Linked DNA regions of Oryctolagus cuniculus: regions 1 and 2 are each linked to region 3. Evidence: chromatin contacts called from public Micro-C data. All regions are on one chromosome and are shown on one strand. The core of a region is the stretch at or near the end of the contact, and the rest is flanking DNA. Distances in the headings are between cores, read along the strand shown. Region 1 overlaps NFIA (nuclear factor I A). Region 2 overlaps NFIA (nuclear factor I A). Region 3 overlaps NFIA (nuclear factor I A).

Region 1 (3,092 bases), core at 331-2,830, 290 kb after region 3:
CATTGCCTTCAGTGTCTTTGGATTTCTTCCACTGTGTTGGGAATTTCTCCTTAGCCTCCTCCTGTCTGTTCCAGCCCCAGCCAGTCATCCTTAGTCTTCCCTAATTATGACCACATACACAGGTGTGGCCTGGCACTTTCCCGGTGATCAGTAATGATGGCCCCCGCCTGGAAGTTTTCTCTCTGTCCGGATCCTCAGTATTTGATCTTTAAATTCACTAATTTAAATATTTATTTCCACCAGGTTTCCAGTTAGCTCTGTCTTTAGTTTTCCTCCTTTTGAATTTAGTGGAGGGGAGAGGCACTGTTTCAGTCTTTCCTCATGAGAAGTCACAGAAATAACTGTGTCCTGAGTTTGTCCTTGGTAACACTGCTGCTCCAGAGGTGGCGATGGTGGTGCACTGGAGCCGGAGCTGCAGGGGTAGTCTCAGAGTAAGAGGTGAGGGATCAGGCGACCAGGCTACAAGACATAAAATTACACTGATCAGATATGAGGAGCAGCCAGAATCGGGCCACTGCTGGGTCCCCAAGACCGCCTCCATCCTGGCCTCCTGCCCAGCCCCCTTTAATTGTTCCCATCTAAAGCCCACGAAAGGCAAGAGAAGAGAAATCTGTTTCCGCAGCAAAGAAAGTCCTACAGCCTAAAAACTCAGTCTCACTTGGTCCTCCTGCTGCCTCTTCCCCCTGTGTGGGCACCTGGGACAGCCCTGCTCTGTATGTATTACCTGCTTCGGGGGAGGGAGGTGCAGACTGGGCCAGTGTCACAGAGCAGTCTCTGCCTCAGGGGTCGGGCGTGCAAATGTGAACAGTGTGGTTCCTGGTCCAGGAGCTGTGAGGAAGGAGACAGGAACCATCTGTTGAAATGGTTCTCACATGACGCCGCATTCTCAAACAAAGCCTCCTGGAGGCATTTTCACATGGGTCTCTTTCCCTGGAAGTTGCTGCAAACGACCCATTCTGTGGCTGCCGGGTGCCGCTGCCCAGAGAACCCGCTCTCCTCACCCGCTTGTTATTGGTTTTGCACCAGTGTTTTCCTTATGCACCCAGAAAGCTCTCTTGAAAAACCCACTACTCCTGCCCATTTCCTTCTGAAGTGCTGACTGTGTTTGACTTGAAGTCAGTGGAGGGACTCCGAAACCTTCCCTGCTTTGCTGGGGAGGAGGCAAGCCGCAAGCTCGCAGAGCCGGAGGTGGCTCGGGCCGGCGGGCTCTGGTTTTCTAGCCGTGGTTTGTAAGGACAGGCCGGCTGCAAGGGTTAAGTAAACTTTGTGGCTAAGGATGACTTCACGGCCCTGGAATTCTGAAAAGCCAAGATTCTCAGGACACTGTGGCCAGCCTTGGAGTCTTTGGGTGTGAAAAGCACTCTCCATTACCCAGACTGAGTTTTGGTTCCTGTTGCGCTGCTGCAGAATCTATTAAAGTCCAGCAGCCGAATTGTCCTGGCTCTGCCACAAAGCTCCACTGCAGGATTCCGGAGTTGTTTGTCAATGGAGAGTGGGAGTGAATGGAACCAGGCATTTGCCACAGCCTGGCATGAGGTGGCACCCTAGTGGCTGTTTTCTGCCTTAGAAATGTGCACTGTTTCTACATTCTCACACAGGAATCGTCAGCAAGATCCAAACAGCAGTTCAGTTTTAAACGCCTTTTCTTTTTTTAAAGTCTCTGGGTCCCTGATGTGTCTTCAGATACCCGTAGCTGTCCATGTAGATGTTCAGGCCTACTAATGTTTGCTGAGAACTACTGGCAATACTCTAACCTAATCTGATAGAACCACTAAAACAGAACTAACACAGCTGCAAGGCACAGTGAGAAAATGAAACTCTCTGGTAGGAATAAGCCCAAACTTGAAAATACACAGTGTCCTCCCACTCAAGGATAATGAGGAAATGGGTATAAGGATAAGAAATTCCAGACATCCAGTCCTTTGGGATCCCATTTAGATATTTGCACTGTTTCATAGCCTGATTAAAGCATGTTAGATATGAAACTTTCTTTTCTGAACGAGTACCCTGTTGGTTCCCCTCTGTTAAGTAACATGATAGCTATTGTCATTGCATGGAAATGAATTTTAAAAACAGTTTATATTTTTAAGCAAGATCTTGTTTTGAAAGAAACCATTTGGGCTTGAGCATTAAAGGAAGAAAACAAAAAAAAAAGATTATACTAAAAAATAGACTGCAGCCCTAGGATGAACAGTTGCTCTGACCTTGCCTTTTGTTTGCCATTACACAATTCAATGGCAGTCCACTCAAACTATGCTCTCGATCAATATCCTATTAAAGCAGCACAAAAAGTCTCCATAAACTTAGTGGTTAGCTATGTTTATAAATGGAACTCGGCATAATTAGATGGTCAATAGCAGGCCCTACTAGTAATTTTAAAATGAACATCACACGTTTTATATTTGTAGAAGTCAATGGCACCTCTTCTAAAGTGAGGGTATGGTGTGTTGCAGACAAAACAGCGGGTGGCCCTTTAAAACAATCATAGTATGTATCCCCAAAATGCAGTGTTTTTAGAAATCTATTATGTTATAGACTAAAAAATACTGGTTCGTTCTATATACTTTTCATTTTTCCTATCAAAACCACCTTATTCTGAGTATATTATGTCCTTGTATATGTTTTATTTTATAGTTTTAATCAACCCCTCATAGAGAGAATAATAAATAGTGCCACATGCTTAGAAATAAAAAAATATCAGCCTGGCTGGCTTCATTTAGCAGGTTTCCTCTACTATAATTCAATAAATTTTCAAAATAAATATTGAAATTGAATTAGTACAGAAGGATGTTTTGTCATATAATTTTTTTCTTAACATCTTTGGGATGAATATTTGGACAGCAAAGCCGGTAGCAAAAGGAACAGCCTGGCAGGAAGAGACGTTTTCATAAGACTGTCCTTTCTTCTTAATCCCAGCTCAGTCTGGGTGGACAAACATGATTTTTCCTGTCCTACCCTCCGCACCCAGTAGAGAATGAGGCACCTGAGGTGAGAGGTGTCTTCTCTCGCGCGCTGCCTCTGTCCTCAGCTGATGTGGCCCTACAATCTGAAATCCATGCTCCGCTTTCTCACTTTCCAGGAACTTTTTGAAG
Region 2 (2,965 bases), core at 293-2,792, 420 kb after region 3:
AGCTGGGTTAATTGTCATGAAGATTAGTGCGATGTTGAAATAAGGACTAATGGTCAAATTACAGGAGTGAAAAACTTTAAGAATAGGTTTTGGTTTGGGCCTGAAAGGGTTAATTAAGGTTTTTTCACGGGTTATTAAAGACCCCCAACCCCTGCCTTCAGGAGTCATATTGACACCCCACCACAGGGCAGCCTGGCTCCTCTATTGCCGTGTTGCTGGTCCGAGCATAATAGGCGTCTGTGTCTACAAATCATTGCTAAAATCATCTCAAGGAAAAAAAAAAAGTTCGAAAGCTTTAACGTTAGACAAAAGCCCAAGAGTTGCAGTGCGCAGCTCAAAAACCCGGAGTCAGCAACTTCTATTGATTAAAAACTAACCTTTAAAGTAACTCTGAGAGTGTGTGGTTAGCATTTAAATTTAAACATGTCATGAGTTGATTTGTGTTACTGAATACCAACTCAGAAGGAGTAACATTCACATCGCATTTTTTTTTCTAATTCCCTTAAGCAGCTAAAGTATTTCATGAAATGTCAATAGGGCAAAAAGAAAAAGGGGAGGGGGAGCTGATACTGGGCCCTGTCGTTTTCTTTCCCATGCAAATATTCACCCCCCAAAAGAAAAGTGTGGAGAGTGAAACACAATAATTAGTCCTTTGTCTAACTTTCCCAAGTGCCAGAGAAAGACAGATTAATTAAATATACAACAGTGTTGGTTTTTGGAGTGGGGGTCTCGCTTGCTGTGTAGGTCATAAATTAGGCAGAATAAATACTTCAATGTGTTTGCAGTGGGCCTGCTACGTCAGAACCACTGGAAGGTTGGTGGGAGGAGAGCGGAGGGTTTCTTGCTAATGATAGTCACGTCTGGGTCTGTCTGGTTGCTCTTAGCAACCAGACATGATGTAACACCAGGATGAACTTGAACTTGGGGGACTTGAAAAGAGAACAATAGACCAGAGCAATCAATAAAGCCTATTTCAGTGAAGGATTACAGAGCTGCTCTGGGGTAACCTTGTCGGCAAGGCACATACTGAATAGTAAGATGTGTGAAGAAACTTTTTTTTCCCCCTGCTTTGCTGTTTTAAGAGAAGTGCAGAGGCACTGCAGATTTTTGTGGTGCCCCGAGGTCTCTCGTCCAGCAACTGTGGGATGGAAAACTGCTCCCCCTACTGACTCACCAGGTCCCGCGCCTTCGCTGCAAGATCCACAGGACTGTCACATTGCAGAAGTCTGGAATTTCACAACTGACTTAGAGAGTGTGAAAACAGAAATCGTAAGCGTTACCAGCCGCACCCAAAGTGTGACACTGTTTTGTTGAAGAGAGAACGCGGCTGTAACACGGATCAGAGTCAGCTGTCGGGAGAGGCCTCCTCCAGACACCCGTTGGCTTCGGCCTCCCTCTCCTTCCTTTCCCCCTCTTGGTTCTTTTGTCCGGGCAGATTGAGGCCGTGTGTATTTGCCAGGATGATTTCCTTTCAGGACACAACGGGCTTTATTGTGTTCCTCAAAGCATGTGGGCAAAGAATAACGTCGAAAGGTATACAGGATGAGTCGCTTCTCAGTTTAGGCTTCGGTTTTTTTAAACTCCTCTGGAAATCAAAGGTAGCTTGTGTGACCAGGAAATCTTACACCCAGCTCCACATAGCCACTGTTGAGCCATTTATCCCTGGGATCTAACGAGTCCTTACCTTACCTAACAGAATCTCATGGGCAAGGGTGAGCCTTTACCTGGCTGAATCCACCCCAGTCTAACCCTTTCTGATTCTGTCAACTCCAAAGAACTCAGAGCATTGACTTTTGCCAGTAGCTGATGGTTTTTCTGTGACTAAGGATAAATGTAGTGAATTGGTCATGGTATCACTGGAGAAAAGGTGGCAGAAGCCATACCCATTTTTATTTCACTTGAAAACCAACTCTGCTATTTGCTCATAATTGGTCACCTTGGATGGACACCAGCAGATAAAGTGACATAATCACCAGACTGTTACTAAAAGAAAAGCACCTGTAGATTTGTGAAAGGAAAGCTAACTGGTAATGACAATCCCACAGGCACATGGAAAGCTCGAACTAAATGTTGGCTGGACAGAACACTGGCCTTATTTTCTCCCTCAGACATCGTGGTAGTTAATAGGGTAAAATTTTGATGCTGCTTGATTGTTGTATGTCATAGGCGTTTGGCCTAGTGATGAGTCCCTAGGTTAGGATACCCACTTCTCACATCAGACTCCCTGGGTTCAATACCTGGCTCTGGCTCCTGACTCTAACTTCCTGCTGATGCAGACCCTGGGAGGCAGCAGGTGATGCCTCAAGTACTTTGCCTCCTGCCGCCCATGTGGGAGACCTGGATGGAGTTCTTGGCTCCTGGCTTTGATTTCCCCAATCACTGTAGGCATTTGAGGAGTGAACCAGTAGATGGAACTCTCTCTCTCTCTCTCTCTCTCTCTGCCTCTCAAATTTTGGAAAAAGAATTAAAATTTCACTTTAGAAATATTGAGCAGAGTGGACCATCATTTACAGAAATGAAAAACAAGAAAAATGCCACCCATTTTATCTGTACAGTACTTTCCCGACTTTATCTCCACTTGTTTTTTTTTTTTGTTTGTTTTGTTTTGTTTTGTTTTTTTGACAGGCAGAGTGGACAGTGAGAGAGAGAGAGACACAGAGAGAAAGGTCTTCCTTTGCCATTGGTTCACCCTCCAATGGCCACCGCAGCCGGCGCACCGTGGCCAGCACACCACGCTGATCTGAAGCCAGGAGCCAGCTGCTTCTCCTGGTCTCCCATGCGGGTGCAGGGCCGAAGCACTTGGGCCATCCTCCACTGCACTCCCGGGCCACAGCAAGAGCTGGCCTGGAAGAGGGGCAACCGGGACAGAATCCGGCGCCCCAACCGGGACTAGAACCCGGTGTGCCGGCGCCGCTAGGCGGAGGATTAGCCTAGTGAGCCGCGGCGCCGGCCCTCCACTTGTTCT
Region 3 (3,133 bases), core at 355-2,854:
AGATGGAAAACCTTTCTCTCTCTCTCTCTCTCTCTCTCCCCCCCGCCTCTCTGTAACTCTACCTTCAAATAAAATAAATAAATCTTTTTAAAAAAGATAAGTATATTTTAGTGCAAAAAATACTTTAAATCCATTGTCTTTCTTGATACATTTTCTGTAAACTTTTTGATAATTCCTTGTGTAGATTGGGGCAGCTGAAGCAGGAAATTTTTTGAAATTTTTTAATATTTAAAATTTGTTTTATTTTATTTGGGAGGCAAGAGAAATAAAGACCCAGAGAGATCATCCATTTGCTGTTTCACTCCCCCAAAGGCCCAAAACATCCAGGACTGGGCCACGTCAATGCCAGAGTCTTAGACTTCAATCCTGGTCTCTCCCATGGGTGGCAGGTATTGAGTCTTTACCTGCTGCTTCTCGGGAAGTACATTAGCAGGAAGCTAGCATCCAACATGGAGTTAGGACTCAAACTCAGACACTCTGACACGAGATGCAGGTGTCCCAAGAGATGTCTCAACTGCTAGGCCAAACACCCCCACCACCCCCAGTAGGAAAAGTTTTACATAGCAAAAACTATATAACAACTATGACTTGTATTCTCTTGCCTTATTTTCTCATTTTTCAAAATGAAGATGTCTATCATATAACATTGCAAAAATCCCACGACAATTAACCATTAAATAGCAACTAACCAATTATGTGTTAGAGTTGCATGGGAAATACTAATAGTGTCATCCCTCCTTGAAAGATGCTATTTGATTCTGAGAGAGACGTTAACAAGTCGTTGCCATCCCTTGTCCCTATCAGATACTCATGCTGCTCTGCGCCCTCTGCCCTTAACTAAGGCCCTCTTCCTTAAACATTAGAAAGGAAGTGGATAACGTCTTACAATTGGAAGCTAAAAATGACTTGCCTATTAGAAATATGTGGAGGCCTCTTAGAAGCTCACAGTTTCCCACCTATATAAGTGACTTGTCCAAGGTCACACAGCTACTCTTGTCAATCAAACATGCTGCACCTTATGAAAACAACCTGAGGGTGACCCCGGACTCTAAGCCCAGCCAGCATCGTCAGGATGGAAACTCTGGCAGCCCAGTAGCAGCCGCCACTTCTTTTGTCCTGGACTTGCCCAGTTCCTGTCCTGACCCCTCCCCAAAAGCCCGTTCTTAGTGCCCTCTGGGCTTTTGCCGATGCCAACAGACCCGGAACTCCGCGCCGACTCAGTCGCTGAAGAATGGCTCTGGACAAAACAGGGCCCTGCTTGGACAGCACCACAATGACTGCAGGTGTCCCTTTCTTTCCCGTGCTATTTGGAACTCGCCTGTAGGTGGCGCCCTGCTTCGCTAAGGGGAACTTGGAGGGCGAGGACAGGGTCACCAGCTGCCTGTCGGCAAGGACGCTTTAAATAGGCCCTCGGCTGGAGGTCAGCGCAGCCACGGCGATGGTGTGGCCGTGCGGCCCCTTCTCGGTCTCCCTTCCTCCGCGTACCCCGACTCTCCTCACCCCTCGGGGCTGGCGAGATCGGGCAGCGGCGGGCCTGCGCCTCCTCCCAGGTGGGGCTTAGGATCGAGATCTTCGAGCTCCCGGGCTAAGCCTGGCGCCGCAGGGCGGTGCTGCGATCCCAGGGCCCCGGGCCTGCCCGTCCCCCGACCCGCGGGCTTCCAGCCCCCGCCTTGCCCGCAGCTGTGGTGGGGGCGGAGGGTTGGGGGGAGAGTGACCCTGTGAGTGCTGGGCGGGGCGGGGCAGCTTTAAAAACTTCTGAAAGGCCTCGTTCAAAGCCTCAAAGGACAGAACTTGGGCCGGAAAGCGGTTTCCACGGAGGGGACCAAAAGGGGGCGGGGGTGCACCTGCAGGGCAGGGAGCGCGCTGCCTGTGCCAGGGGGACCGGATCCCCGAGCGCGCTGCTGTCCCAGCCTCACGCCCGCGCCCCCTCGGGGAAGCCGGCGGCCCCGCCCGGGACTCTAGGCTTTCATCGTCTCCACGGGACAGCCGCCGGGCGGGGTCTCGGCTGCTTTGGCCTGCGCGTTCCCCGCAGGGTCTTCCTTCCCTCCAGCCCCTCCCTAAGAACCCGAGATTTTGCAGCAAAGTTGAATTCCGGGCTTTTAACCCCAACCCACCCGGGTGGGAGACCGCAGAGGACGTGGAGATTTCTGTACACACTTGTCAGTTCCACATCCCGGCTCCCCCCACCTCCTCCGCCACTAGCAATCCTGGGTGGGGGGAGGGAGGAGGAAGAGGGCAGGAGACGGGAGCGGGTGGCGGGGTTGGCGCCGTGGCAGATCCGAGCGTGGCCCCGGCGGCGTCGGGCGTCTCTGCTGTCGCTGTGCGCCGGGGCTGTGCCACCTCGGGGCAGAGGGAAAGGGGCTGCGCGGCCGCCGCCAGCCGGGCCCGCTCTGCGGCAGACGCGGTGCAGAGGCGGCCAAGGGAGACTGGTCCGCGGACGTGACCTAGCGCCGGATCAGGAGGATGCCGTACCCCACGGTCCTTCTACGGCAGCTCTCGACCGAATGCCGAGAAGGAGCCTCTCCTTCAGTCGTTTGCTCAGATCCTTCGAAATGCAGCGCTTTAGCCAGGGAACAGCTGCGTGGGCCTCTCCCCAACACTCCCTGCGGCCTCACTCGGCCAGAGTCGCTGAGCCGGGTCGGTGAGGGCGCGCGGGGAAAGGTACGCGTGGAGGTAAATGAAACTACGTCATTCAGTTAAGGAAGAAAAATAGCTACTGAAACATAAAGTGGTTAAAAGAATAAGCTACCTGAAGTTTGCCATTTGCTTGTAGTCCTTGTCCCGGAGCTGAGAAAGTTAGATACATGAGAGTTAGGGGATCTTTTTTTTTTTTTTTCCAATTAACATTTACACATTTTCTCTGAGTCTTTGAGAGAATTCTTTTAGTGAATTTTAAAAAGCAATAGAAGCTGGCGTTACCGGCAGCAAAGGGACAGGGAACGGATCTCATAGACTTCTGCAGAATTTAGCTACAACATCAGCACTCAAATGTAAAGTGAACTTTTACATAACAATACTAATAGGGTGGTGTTTTTACTGATCGCTTACCTCAGGAGGTAGGCAACTCTGGGAAGGAAAGGGATGAAAGGGAAAATAGAACAATGAAAGTGAAAAGAGAGATGAGCCCCAGGTG

Evidence for each region. A called contact is a pair of places that touch in the nucleus more often than the background predicts.
Region 1: a contact with region 3 is called in a Micro-C map of ear pinna, with 5 times the contacts expected there. The contact joins two enhancer-like sites. A contact is called at or near these places in 3 of 6 Hi-C or Micro-C datasets (ear pinna, psoas muscle and an unstated tissue).
Region 2: a contact with region 3 is called in a Micro-C map of ear pinna, with 6 times the contacts expected there. The contact joins two enhancer-like sites. A contact is called at or near these places in 4 of 6 Hi-C or Micro-C datasets (ear pinna, psoas muscle, skin fibroblasts and 1 more).

What each region holds. Positions count from the first base shown.
Region 1 is chr7:111,524,914-111,528,005 of mOryCun1.1, reverse strand. The region is part of intron 4 of NFIA (nuclear factor I A); the gene reads left to right. Among named protein-coding and RNA genes, the nearest start is that of TM2D1, 450 kb to the right of the region's middle. Within about 2 kb of position 1,580, at least 3 of the 8 cell types and tissues checked have an H3K27ac peak or open chromatin away from gene starts, as enhancers often do. A contact at or near this core is called in ear pinna, where this site is marked.
Region 2 is chr7:111,397,743-111,400,707 of mOryCun1.1, reverse strand. The region is part of intron 10 of NFIA (nuclear factor I A); the gene reads left to right. Among named protein-coding and RNA genes, the nearest start is that of TM2D1, 320 kb to the right of the region's middle. Within about 2 kb of position 1,542, at least 4 of the 8 cell types and tissues checked have an H3K27ac peak or open chromatin away from gene starts, as enhancers often do. A contact at or near this core is called in ear pinna, where this site is marked.
Region 3 is chr7:111,812,957-111,816,089 of mOryCun1.1, reverse strand. The region is part of intron 1 of NFIA (nuclear factor I A); the gene reads left to right. Among named protein-coding and RNA genes, the nearest start is that of NFIA, 180 kb to the left of the region's middle. Within about 2 kb of position 1,604, at least 5 of the 8 cell types and tissues checked have an H3K27ac peak or open chromatin away from gene starts, as enhancers often do. A contact at or near this core is called in ear pinna, where this site is marked.